Regions from separate parts of the Mus musculus genome. Here region 2 is linked to region 1. A link is a contact called in public promoter capture Hi-C data. All regions are on one chromosome and are shown on one strand. Each heading gives the region's core, a stretch centred on a gene start, on an enhancer-like site or on the middle of the called end of the contact. The rest is flanking DNA. Distances are from core to core; before and after follow the strand shown. Region 1 holds the start of Mfsd13a (major facilitator superfamily domain containing 13a). Region 2 holds the start of Ina (internexin neuronal intermediate filament protein, alpha).

The links. Promoter capture Hi-C pulls out the DNA fragments that hold promoters and counts their contacts.
Region 2: a promoter capture Hi-C map of neutrophils shows a contact between it and region 1, with 4 times the contacts expected there. The contact joins the promoter of Ina here to the promoter of Mfsd13a in region 1. A contact is called at or near these places in 5 of 39 promoter capture datasets (liver, neutrophils, pre-B cells and 1 more), 1 of 484 Hi-C or Micro-C datasets (embryonic stem cells) and 1 of 115 datasets of contacts at active chromatin or transcription factors (embryonic stem cells).

Annotation. Positions count from the first base shown.
Region 1 is chr19:46,354,764-46,360,389 of GRCm38.p6, forward strand. It overlaps Mfsd13a (major facilitator superfamily domain containing 13a), which reads left to right and starts at 2,117. Exons shown (of 9, transcript NM_029186.2): 1 at 2,117-2,221. It also overlaps the pseudogene Gm24610.
Region 2 is chr19:47,011,340-47,016,965 of GRCm38.p6, forward strand. Ina (internexin neuronal intermediate filament protein, alpha) reads left to right here and starts at 3,342. Exons shown (of 3, transcript NM_146100.5): 1 at 3,342-4,480. The coding sequence starts at 3,416. It also overlaps a transcript of Nt5c2 not described here.

The DNA of each region.
Region 1 (5,626 bases), core at 867-3,366:
CCCAAGTGCCTGGACTACAGATGGGCTTCGTCATGTTCAGCTCTAGTTCTCCCTGTATGCCTACAAAATCCCCATAAGCAATGGAGCAGTTTCAACAAAAAGAAGGTCCCTTGGCAGAAAAGTCAAAAGAGGCACTCCTTGCCTTATATCTCAGGGTAGGTGTTTTAGGGTTTTACTGCTGTGAACAGATACCATGACCAAGGCAACTCTTAAAAGGACATCATTTAATTGGGGCTGGGTTACAGGTTCAGAAGTTCATTCCATTATCACCAGGCAGGCATGGTGCAGGAGGAGCTGAGAGTTCTTCACCTTCATCTGAAGGCTGCTAGCAGAATATTGACTTCCAGGCAGCTAGGAAGAGGGTCTTACAGCCCACATCCATAGTGACACACCTGCTCCAACAGGGCCACACCTTCTAATAGTGCCACTCCCTGGGCCGAGCATATACAAACCAACACAGTAGGGAAACCAAACAGATAGCAGCGGGTCCTATTTGATTGCTTAGAAACTGGACTGAGCCATACAGACTTGATTTTAAAGGTCTAGTAAGTGTGGAAGAGGAAGGACTCCTCTGAGACTCCAGAGAAGTCTGGTCTAACCTGGTTGGGCATCTGGTTGTATGAAATTTGTTGAAGGCTGGGCACGGTGGTGCACATCTTTAATCCCAGCCCTTAGGAGGCAGAGGCATGAAGATCTCTGTGAGTTCAAGACCAATCTGGACTAGAAAATGAGTTCTAGGGCAGCTAGTGCTGTTAAAGAGAGAAACACTGTCTCGAAAAACAGAAACAATTCATTGACTGTTTCTCTGAACTTCAGGGTTTTTGCTTGGTTGGTTGTTTGGTTGGTTGGTTTTTGAGATGGGATTTCTCTGTATGCCCTACCTTTCCTGGGACTTGCTTTGTAGATCAGGCTGGCCTTGAAAGCAGAAATTCACCTGTCTCTGCCTTCCCAGTGCCAAGACTAAAGGTATGTGCAGCCGCCACCAGCACCCAGTGGTTATTTTCATCTGTAAGTGGAAATAATAGCATCTACTTCCCATGTATAATTTGAGGAAGAGGCATTTGGAACGGTGCACCTATCCTGCAAAGTACATAATAGTAGGTGGCTGAGCAGTTCTTTTATGTGTGTGTATCGCCAGCCCTGTTTTTGTTTTTAGTTTGAGATAGGGTTTAAAGTGCCCGGATTGCCCTTAATTCACTCTGTATTCAGCACAGGCTAGCCTTCTATGTAGCAAGAATTACAGACTATGCCTTTAACCTCGGCACTCAGAAGGTGGAAATTATCAGATCTTTGGGAGTTCGAGGCCAGCCTGGTCTACATAGTGAGTTCCAGAAGAGCTAGAGCCACATGGAGAAACCCTGTCTCGTAAAACAACACCACCACCACCACCACAACAACAACAACAACAACAACAACAACAACAACAACAACAGGAATTTCAGAAAGGCACAATCAGGCATTACTTCCTCTTCTAATTCTTGTTTTTTTTTTTTTTTTTTTTTTTTTTTTTAGGTTTTTCGAGACAGGGTTTCTTTGTGTAGCCCTGGCTGTCCTGGAACTCACTCTGTAGACAAGATGGCCTCCAACTCAGAAATCCGCCTGCCTCTGCCTCCCAAGTGCTAGGATTAAAGGCATGCGCCACCACGCCCGGCTTCGTCTTCTAATTCTTATTACTACCACTACAAAGAAGTCGGGCAGCATGGGTTGTGGGTTAATGGCCAAGTGCCTGTGTCTACCATCTCCTGCCCTGGCTCTCCATTCCTTTGATTCCTCATGCCCACAGCTCAAGCTGGACTTTGCACTCGCAGGCTCACAATCCAGCCGTAGGTAGTCTCTGCTAAATTCTCATCTTCTGAAATTAGGATCGGGGAAGAGAAGGGAGAGTCCCCAAGAGGAACTTGCTTTGAGCTGAAATGACAGTTTTCGTGGAGGTAAGAGAGAGGAGATAAGTACTTCAGGAATCCAGGCAACCTGCCCCTGTTGCCTGATGCCCGTTTTCTTTTGGGTCCCTAAGGGAAATAGCCCATTACAAACATGGCAGCGACAGCCTCAGGCGCGGTCACCTGCCCGAGCTGCTATCGGGAGAGCCGTGCGGAGCCAATAGCTGGGAAGGGGCGGAGGGAGAGACTGGGGAAGCCCAAGGCTGCTAGCGCGCAGGCGCACTGGCTGGCACCTGGCTCCCCCGCTGCCGCGGAATTAGGCATCGTCTGCCAGGATTGCGGTGAGCTGCTGGCCCACGGCCCAGGACCTCTCCGGTCCCGGAGGAGCGGGCCGGACCCCGGGGCTGATCTGATACAAAGGACCAGCCCGAGGGTGGGGCGGGAATGCGTTGCGCTGTTTGAGTCATTGGGACACTTTGCGCGGTTCCTTAAGGTGCCAGATTATGGATTGGAAAATTCTGGGGTCAGGAGGAATTGGGACCAAGGGGCAAGTGTAGAATCCCCGCTGAAGGTCTCTGTTGGGGTAAGAAAAGGGGATGCACCGTCCAGGTTGCTCCTTGAGGAATCTGAGTTCATGGATGCAATGGTTCAGGCCGGGATTCACTCATTGACCTAGTGGCCCTTAAACCTGGTAGCAGAGTAGAACCACTGGATAGTTTAAAAGATGCTGGGCATCACCTCCAGAGATCCCAATTTTAGAGGTCTGAGCGAGGTCCGAGCCTAGGTGTTCTAGAATAGCTAGCTCTTCAGGTAATGTGCAAACGAAATGAAAACCACTACACGTGTTTCTGAGTAGAAAGCTCCTGGGTTGATTCCCAGTTAATTCCTCAGAGACTTAGAAGTGGCCAGCGATTCTGAGGTGAGTCGGCTCTGACACTTTCGTGCCACCATAAAATCCTGTGAAGGACCGAGAAAGTCCCTCTGGCAATGGGTGAAAACTCCATTTTCCATCCGAGGAGGGTGAACCTGTTAACTCGCGGGAGAGAGTCGGGCTCCTTCAACAACTCTCCTGCGGGCTCCTTCATTCTGCGGAGACTGACCAGGGAGTGAAACAGCTAACAATCCAGTCAGCAGCTTGCTGAGAAAATGACACGCCTAGTATTTGCTTTGTTATTATGACTTGAAATTCCACCTGCTCATTCGATACTGGCAGGACAGGCAGCAAACAGATTTGCTTTTTCCACAGACGTGGGAACAAGTTTTGTGGCTACGTGAGGATAGCGTTCATCCTTGACCCAAGCACTGCTGATACATACAGTATTACTTAGTAGTTTTTCCCCTCTGTGGTCTCTACAGGCTCCCTCCTGAAGGGAGTGGGAACCGCCTACCCTCCTCCTCCTGATAGTCTTCCTTCCGGGCCCAGCCGGTTACTCCTTGGTTTCCTCCCTCAATTGTACTCTGTCACCAGAGGTTGCTGCGGTTGGCCAATCTTTCCTGTTGTTAATCTCCCAGAAACCTTGGAGAGTGGACTGCTAGGAGAAGGATCTTGAAGTATCTCCGAAGGGCTCCTCAAGAGAGAAATGCTTTTGTGTCTCCTACCCTCAGCGGGTGTCTTCCATCTTGATAGAAGCTTGGTGGAGGCTTACAAACTCCCTTTTTAGTCTGGCCCCTTTTACTACTACCTGGGTCACATTCTGCCCTTGTTTTCTTAGCTTGGTACTGTGTCCTGGGTGAAAGGGTTGTAACTTACTGCTGGCTTTTACCAACACTGCCCTCGTACATCTGCAGCCTCAATGCACAGGTTTGCTATAGGGTTCGAGGTTGCTACTGCTTCTCCAAACCCCACAGCCAATCAGAGCACCTAGAGTGGGCTGTGGGTGTTTGTTTTCCTGTGACTGCCCTTTGTAAGGCAGAGGACACCCACATTGGCCTTGGGGGACAATGGACTCAGCAGGTGTTGAGCAGAGGCTTGGGGGAGGGATCTGCAGGAGGAGTGGCCTAGCCTTGTTCTTGGGCTCTTGAGCTGGAGGGAAATAGAGAAAGCACTCATTCCCAGGATGCAGGGGGACTGGAAAAGGTAGACAATACCTGATTGGGCGAACCTGGGGGGTATGAGGACCCTGGCGAGGGCTTTGAGGGAGCAAGATTTCATAAGATTGTGGAAGTGGAGCCGGGCAGTGGTGGCGCACGCCTTTGATCCCAGCACTTGGGAGGCAGAGGCAGGCGGATTTCTGAGTTTGAGGCCAGCCTGGTCTACAGAGTGAGTTCCAGGACAGCTAGGACTGCACAGAGAGACCCTGTCTCAAAGCAAAAAGATTGTGGAAGTGGGTGCATGGTGAAATGAGAGGTGCCAAGGTTTGTAGCCAGAACCTGTTTAGAACGTCTTGGTTAATGGTCATTACCAAGGCTTTTAGAGTGCAGTTTCTCATTTGCTGTGGACATGACCATAAAGAAAAATTCCCATGAGGTTTTTCATAGGCTACTACCTGTTGGGAACATTTGTTTAAAAAAAAAAGAACTTCTTGGTTCCAGCACCTCATAGCTTGCGACTGTGGGCCAGTTATTTACCTGATCTCCGGGCTTTGCTTGCGTCTATAGACTGTAGATGGGAATAGGAAATGCACTGTGAAGGGTTCACAGCCGTGGATGTGGAAGCCAGGCCTGTCCTGAAGGTCTCAGAGCCAGCACACAGTCACAGCCAGACTTCGGGTTGGAAGGCAGCGCGTGAATGGAAGTGTGGAGGTGGCATTTAAAACAGAATTGGGAGGGTGACACATAGGAAGGTCTGAGAGGCATCCATGGTGAATATTGCAATGTGGTGGCATACACCTGTAATTCCAGCACCGGAGAGGCAGGAGGATTGCCGCAAGTTTGAAGCCAGCCAGCCCTTGTCTACAACAAAGACTTATAGATTAGTCAGAGGAGTCCCTAACTGATTTTTTTTAAATGTATATTTTTGGTGTATTTATATCATGTGTGTGTACATACATGTTTGCATTTAAGGATATCCATGCATAAGCTATAGTGAGTGGCTAGAGGGAAGAGGACAACCTCAGGTGTTGGTCCTTGCCTTCTAATCTTAAAAAAAATAATTTTAAAATTTTATTTATTTATTTATTTATTTATTTAGGTTTCTGAGACGGGGGTTTCTCTGTATAACCCTGGCTGTCCTGGAACTCACTCTGTAGACCAGGCTGGCCTCGAACTCAGAAATCTGCCTGCCTCTGCCTCCCGAGTGCTGGGATTAAAGGCGTGTGCCACCACACCCGGCTAAAAATTTTATTTTATTTTTTTTAAATTTTTTTTTTTAAGATTTATTTATTTATTATATGTAAGTACACTGTAGTTGTCTTCAGATACACCAGAAGAGGGTATCAGATCTCATTACGGGTGGTTGTGAGCCACCATGTGGTTGCTGGGATTTGAACTTTGGACCTTCGGAAGAGCAGTCGGGTGCTCTTACCCACTGAGCCATCTCACCAGCAAAATTTTATTTTTTAAGACAAGGTCTCACTATGTAATGCTGACTAGCCTGGAACTTAGTATGCAGACCAGCCTAGTCTTGAACTCTCAAAGATCTGCCTGAATTGTCTACTGAGTGCCTGGCCCTAGAACATCCCCCCCCCCCAGATCTATTTACTTTTATTTGTATTTGTGTTGCTTGAGTGTATGTATGTGTGTGTGTTATCTGCATGCAGGGACCCCTGGAGGTCATGAGAAGGCCATGGATCCCCTGGAACTGAGCT
Region 2 (5,626 bases), core at 2,092-4,591, 660 kb after region 1:
AGCCAGAAACGAGATCTCTGTGAGTTTGAGGGCTGCCTGATCTACATAGTGAATTCTGGGCTAACCAGGATAGCATGATAAGACTTTGTCTCAAACACACACACCCCCCCCACACTCACACACACATACCCCACCCTCACACACACACTCTCACACACCCCACACTCACACACACACACACACATACACCCCACACTCACACACACACACACCCCACACTCACACACACACATACACCCCACACTCACACACACACACACACCCCACACTCACACACACACACATATACACCCCACACTCACACACGCTGACACACACATTAACATACACACACACACTCAGACACATACACACCTGTAATTCCACCACTCTTACAGGAGTTGGGAGACAGGAGAATTACTCTGAAGTTTGTGGACTAGCAGCCTGACTTAAGCAATAGGAAGAGAGAGATCCTGCCTTAGCAAGGGGCAGGAGACACCAGCTTCTCAAAGTTGTCCTCCAACCTTCATGGATGTGCCATGGTACATGCATACACACATGTATATACACATACACACCCAAATACATAGAAATTAAAAAGAAAATTAGAGGCTGAGGCAGAAGGAATACAGAGAGCTCAAGGCTAGTCTAGGATACATAGCAACACACTATCTAAAAGAATTAGTGTGGGGTGGAGGAAACACCATAATGAACCCCGTTACTTGTATGTTATGTTTAAAATTTTCTTTAAAGAGGCTGGGAGTGTATCTGTGTTGGTAGAATGTCTGTTCAGCCTGCTTGAGGCCTCGGGTGCCCCAGCTGTATAAACTGGGGATGGAGGCATACCCCCGTGACTCCAGCACTTTCCAGGAAGCAGGAGGATCAGTAGTTCAAAGGCCAAAACGGCTCAGTAGGTAAGAGCACCCGACTGCTCTTCCGAAGTTCCTGAGTTCAAATCCCAGCAACCACATGGTGGCTCACAACCCCATCCGTAAGGAGATCCGACTCCCTCTTCTGGAGTGTCTGAAGACAGCTACGGTGTACTTACATATAATAAATACATAGATCTTCACACTGGGCATGGTGGCACACACCTTTAATCCCAGCACTCAGGAGGCAGAGGCAGGCAGATTTCTTAGTTCGAGGCCAGCCTGGTCTACAGAGTGAGTTCCATCCAGGACAGCCAGGGCTCCACAGAGAAACCCTGCCTCAAAAACAAAAAAAAAAACAAAAAAAAATTGTATTTCAGCCAGGTATGGTTTCACACTCCTTTAACCCCAGCACTTGGGAGGCAAATGTGTATGAGTTCCAGAGATGGCAGAGATATCCTTATCCAGAAGCAGAATGAACAGCACAATCAGGTGCGCCATCTCGGCCTTCCGCCACCACGAGAGGCGCTGTGGTGCTGTCACTCTTACACGGTAAGCAAGGGAGGGTCGAGATGCACACCCATCACCTCTCAGTTCAATGATCTTCAAATATAACCCCGGTCATCTGCTATTGACCAAAATTCTCTGAAGCCTACTGAGCCCTATTCTGGCTACAAAAGATGACAAGAGTCTCGTGAAACTAAGAGAAATTCCGTGTTGGAAAGAATGTATGCCGTTGCTTCCTGGTGGCCTTGGGCCAGGAATGACAGCCATCTTGAAAACCGGCCAGAAGAAAGACAAAACCACACTCAAGCACTCCACCATGACTGCCAGGCAGTAATTCCTCACCACCACTGGTGTCTTCCAGCATCCGAGTCTTACAGAGCCCGAAAAAAACCAGCATGGTTTTTAGCTCGGGTTTTTGGTAAATGGTAAGGAGACAGGGCAGCTGTGACACAAAGCCAGGGGATATGTTCCATAAAATGACTTTTCTCTTACTTTCAGAGTCCTGTCCAAGTAATACATCCCTTCATGAAGTGAAACAAAACTTGTTCTAGAACCCCAAGATCATAAAAGGTGATAAGGGCCAGCTATGGTGGGCCACACTGGTGACTGCTGCATGTGGGAGGCAGAGGCAGGAGGATTGCCAGGAGCTCAAGGCCAGCTTAGACTGAGAGCAAAACCAACTTAGCTACTAGGGGCACAGAATGGGAGCCTTGTTTCAAAACAAACAAATGTAAGTTTGGAATTCGGAACTAGAAAGCAAAGGGCTTCACATTTCCTGGAGTTGTGCCACAGGATAGAAGGTAAACTAGATCCATCTATCGTTCAGGCTCCCACTCCATCCTAACCGGGTGTGGCGAGGACGGCCAATTCTGTCAGCCCTGCTCCTCTGCCTCACTCCTGGAAATGAGTCTTTGGTCCAAAGACTAATCCCCACAGAAAATGGTGCTCCCGTCCAATTCAGAATGGATTGTCAAACGCTTGCAGGGCCAGACAGATAAAAACAAAAACAAAAAAACAAAAACCGGGGTAAGAGGGGTGACTCTGAAGTGCTGGGAGCCCTGAGGAACAACGCACTTAAACAAAGGCACTCGCCCACCGCAGTCATCCTAAACCTTCTGCTTTCAAGAGTAGCAGGGGCTGGGCATTAAAAGATCAAAATCAATCCAGTTTCTGTTTAGATGAAACCTCCTGACTAGAAATCCAGTTTTGAAACGTTTTAAAATCTAATGTGTTTTGTTGTTGGTTTGGGGCTTTTTGTTTGTTTAAACCAAAGCCTGCAGCCTTTCTAGCAGCCTGCGGTCCTGGCACGCACGGTGACTGGAGGTCTAGAGGTGAATCCTGCTAATTCTCAACGCTTTGTCCTTTCCAGGACAGACCGCTTTCCTCCCGGTAACCCTTTGCACCCTTGGGGAAAAAAAAAATCAGCCTCTTGTTCGTCACCAATGTCCCCGAGAATCTCACTCTTTCTGCGAATCCTATCTCCTGTGGTGGCGGAACTGAGGGATGCTCTCTGAAGTGGTCCCACTTTCTCCGAAGAGAACCAGGAGCCGCCTAAGCCAGGAGATAAAGAGGGGGTTGCCCGCTCCCCCTGTAAAGAGTGGAGAGGAACAGGGCCTTACCCTTGGGAACTCTGGGATGCGGATGAGAATAGAGGACACCTTTCAGAAAAACCTCCTCTCCGTGGGGGATAAGAGCAGAAAAAAAAGGACAGGCTCTAACGCCATCAAAGAGCTGAGAGCGCTCGGCCGGGAAGCCAAGGTTGTTTGGGCACTCCCTCCCCTCCGGTCATTCCCAAGGCAGATTCTTGGGGTACAGGCGCAGCGGACAGGGACGGCCCAGGACGGTGGCGCGCAGCTGCGGTGGCACTGCGCTCCCCCGCCCCCGCAGGCCCCCCTTCCTCTCCCCGCTCGATCTGAAGATGAAGCTCCACCCCTAGCGCGTCGCCCCAACCCCGCGCCTTAAAAGCCCCGCACACCGCCCCGCCGCACCCAGCCTTGCCGCACCTTCGCGTCCTCGCCAGGTCCCGCCGCAGCCGCGCACCCGGCCCCGACCCCGGCACCATGAGCTTCGGATCGGAGCACTATTTGTGCTCCGCCTCCTCCTACCGCAAGGTGTTCGGGGACAGCTCGCGCCTCTCCGCGCGCCTGTCCGGGCCGGGAGGCTCGGGCAGCTTCCGCTCGCAGTCGCTGTCCCGCAGCAATGTGGCCTCCACGGCCGCCTGCTCCTCGGCCTCGTCCCTCGGCCTGGGCCTGGCCTACCGCCGCCTGCCGGCCTCCGACGGGCTGGACCTGAGCCAGGCGGCGGCGCGCACCAACGAGTACAAGATCATCCGCACTAACGAGAAGGAGCAGCTGCAGGGCCTCAACGACCGCTTCGCCGTGTTCATCGAGAAGGTGCACCAGCTGGAGACGCAGAACCGTGCGCTCGAGGCCGAGCTGGCCGCGCTGCGCCAGCGCCACGCCGAGCCGTCGCGCGTCGGCGAGCTCTTCCAGCGCGAGCTGCGCGAGCTGCGCGCGCAGCTGGAGGAGGCGAGCTCGGCGCGCGCGCAGGCCCTGCTGGAGCGCGATGGGCTGGCCGAGGAGGTGCAGCGACTGCGGGCGCGCTGCGAGGAGGAGAGCCGCGGGCGCGAAGGCGCCGAGCGCGCCCTGAAGGCGCAGCAGCGCGACGTGGACGGCGCCACCCTGGCCCGCCTGGATCTGGAGAAGAAGGTGGAGTCGCTGCTGGACGAGCTGGCTTTCGTGCGCCAGGTCCACGACGAGGAGGTGGCCGAGCTCCTGGCCACGTTGCAGGCGTCTTCGCAAGCCGCCGCCGAGGTGGACGTGGCCGTGGCTAAACCAGACCTGACTTCGGCGCTGAGGGAGATCCGCGCGCAGTATGAGTCCCTGGCCGCTAAGAACCTGCAGTCCGCCGAGGAGTGGTACAAGTCCAAGTTCGCCAACCTAAACGAGCAGGCTGCGCGCAGCACCGAAGCCATCCGAGCCAGCCGAGAGGAGATCCACGAGTACCGGCGCCAGCTCCAGGCACGTACCATTGAGATAGAGGGTCTGCGCGGAGCCAATGAGTCCCTGGAGAGGCAGATCTTGGAACTGGAGGAGCGGCACAGCGCTGAGGTGGCCGGCTACCAGGTAAGGGCTGGGATGCTGCATAGGAAAGAGTGCCCTGTCCTTTTCCGTACAGAGATAGCTTCACTCCCTGTAAACTGGTGCCCTAGGAAACCACGGGAGGGAAAGGGGAGAGAGGGGAGCGTTGACTAGAGGCGTCAGTCAACAAACAAACAAACAAATTAAAAAAAAAACCACGAAGTCTCACGCATGCAGCCGCAAATGTGGACTGTATGTGCCTGGAAGCTAGCTCTTCAAGCCCTTGATGTCTTCGCCCTCTATTTTGGAGGGTGGGGGAGTTTGAGGCACAGAGCCCAAGTCTTCATGCATATACTAGGCATATGCAGTAACACGGAGCCACAACCCCACCCCCAGTCGCTTGTCTGAACTCTTCTAACAAAGGAGTCTTTAATCTTTCTAGGAGTCAAAAAAAAAAAAAAAAGTAACCATGCCTTCCTGTCACCAAGAGTACAGACACACTAACAGAACAGTGCCGACCCAAAGTGTCCCCAGAGGGCGCAGGTCATGGCTTCTGTGGGCGGGTACTTAAGAATCTGGTTTGTTTAGTTGACTTTGAGAAGTCTTTTCTGAGTCTTACTGAGAATTGATATTTACAGAGTATCGTCCGCTTTAGGATTGGGAAGAAGGCTCACTTTCTTGAGTTTTGCTCTAAAAAAGGAGTGGGATGTAGCATATTTAAGCTAATGACAACTGCCTTGCCCCACCCTTGCGCGCGCGGGCGCACACACACACACACACACACACACACACACACACACACACACACACACACACACACGAAACCCGCGAGACACACGCGCAGTTTCCTTGTCCATCTACTAAACAAGCTTTGAGCCCGTTCAGCTTGAGACCGGTCAGGGCGCTGTCCGAGGTGCTGATCTCCTGTTCCTCCCAACGCAGAAATGTCTCCTGCTTCATTATGTTTCCAAATTGTCCCAGTTAGGAAGTCTAGGCCTCAATGCAATTAACTGCTTCTTTTTTTTTTTTTTTTTTTTTTTTTTTTTTTTTTTTGATGTAACACAATCAATCTTGGCTAAATGAACTCAAAGCTCATCTTGTAGATAGCTTCAATTTTTGCCTCCAAGGATAGCTTTGCAGTTAACAAAAACCTTTTAATCGGCTCGAAGGCTGTGAGGTCTCACTTGAAAA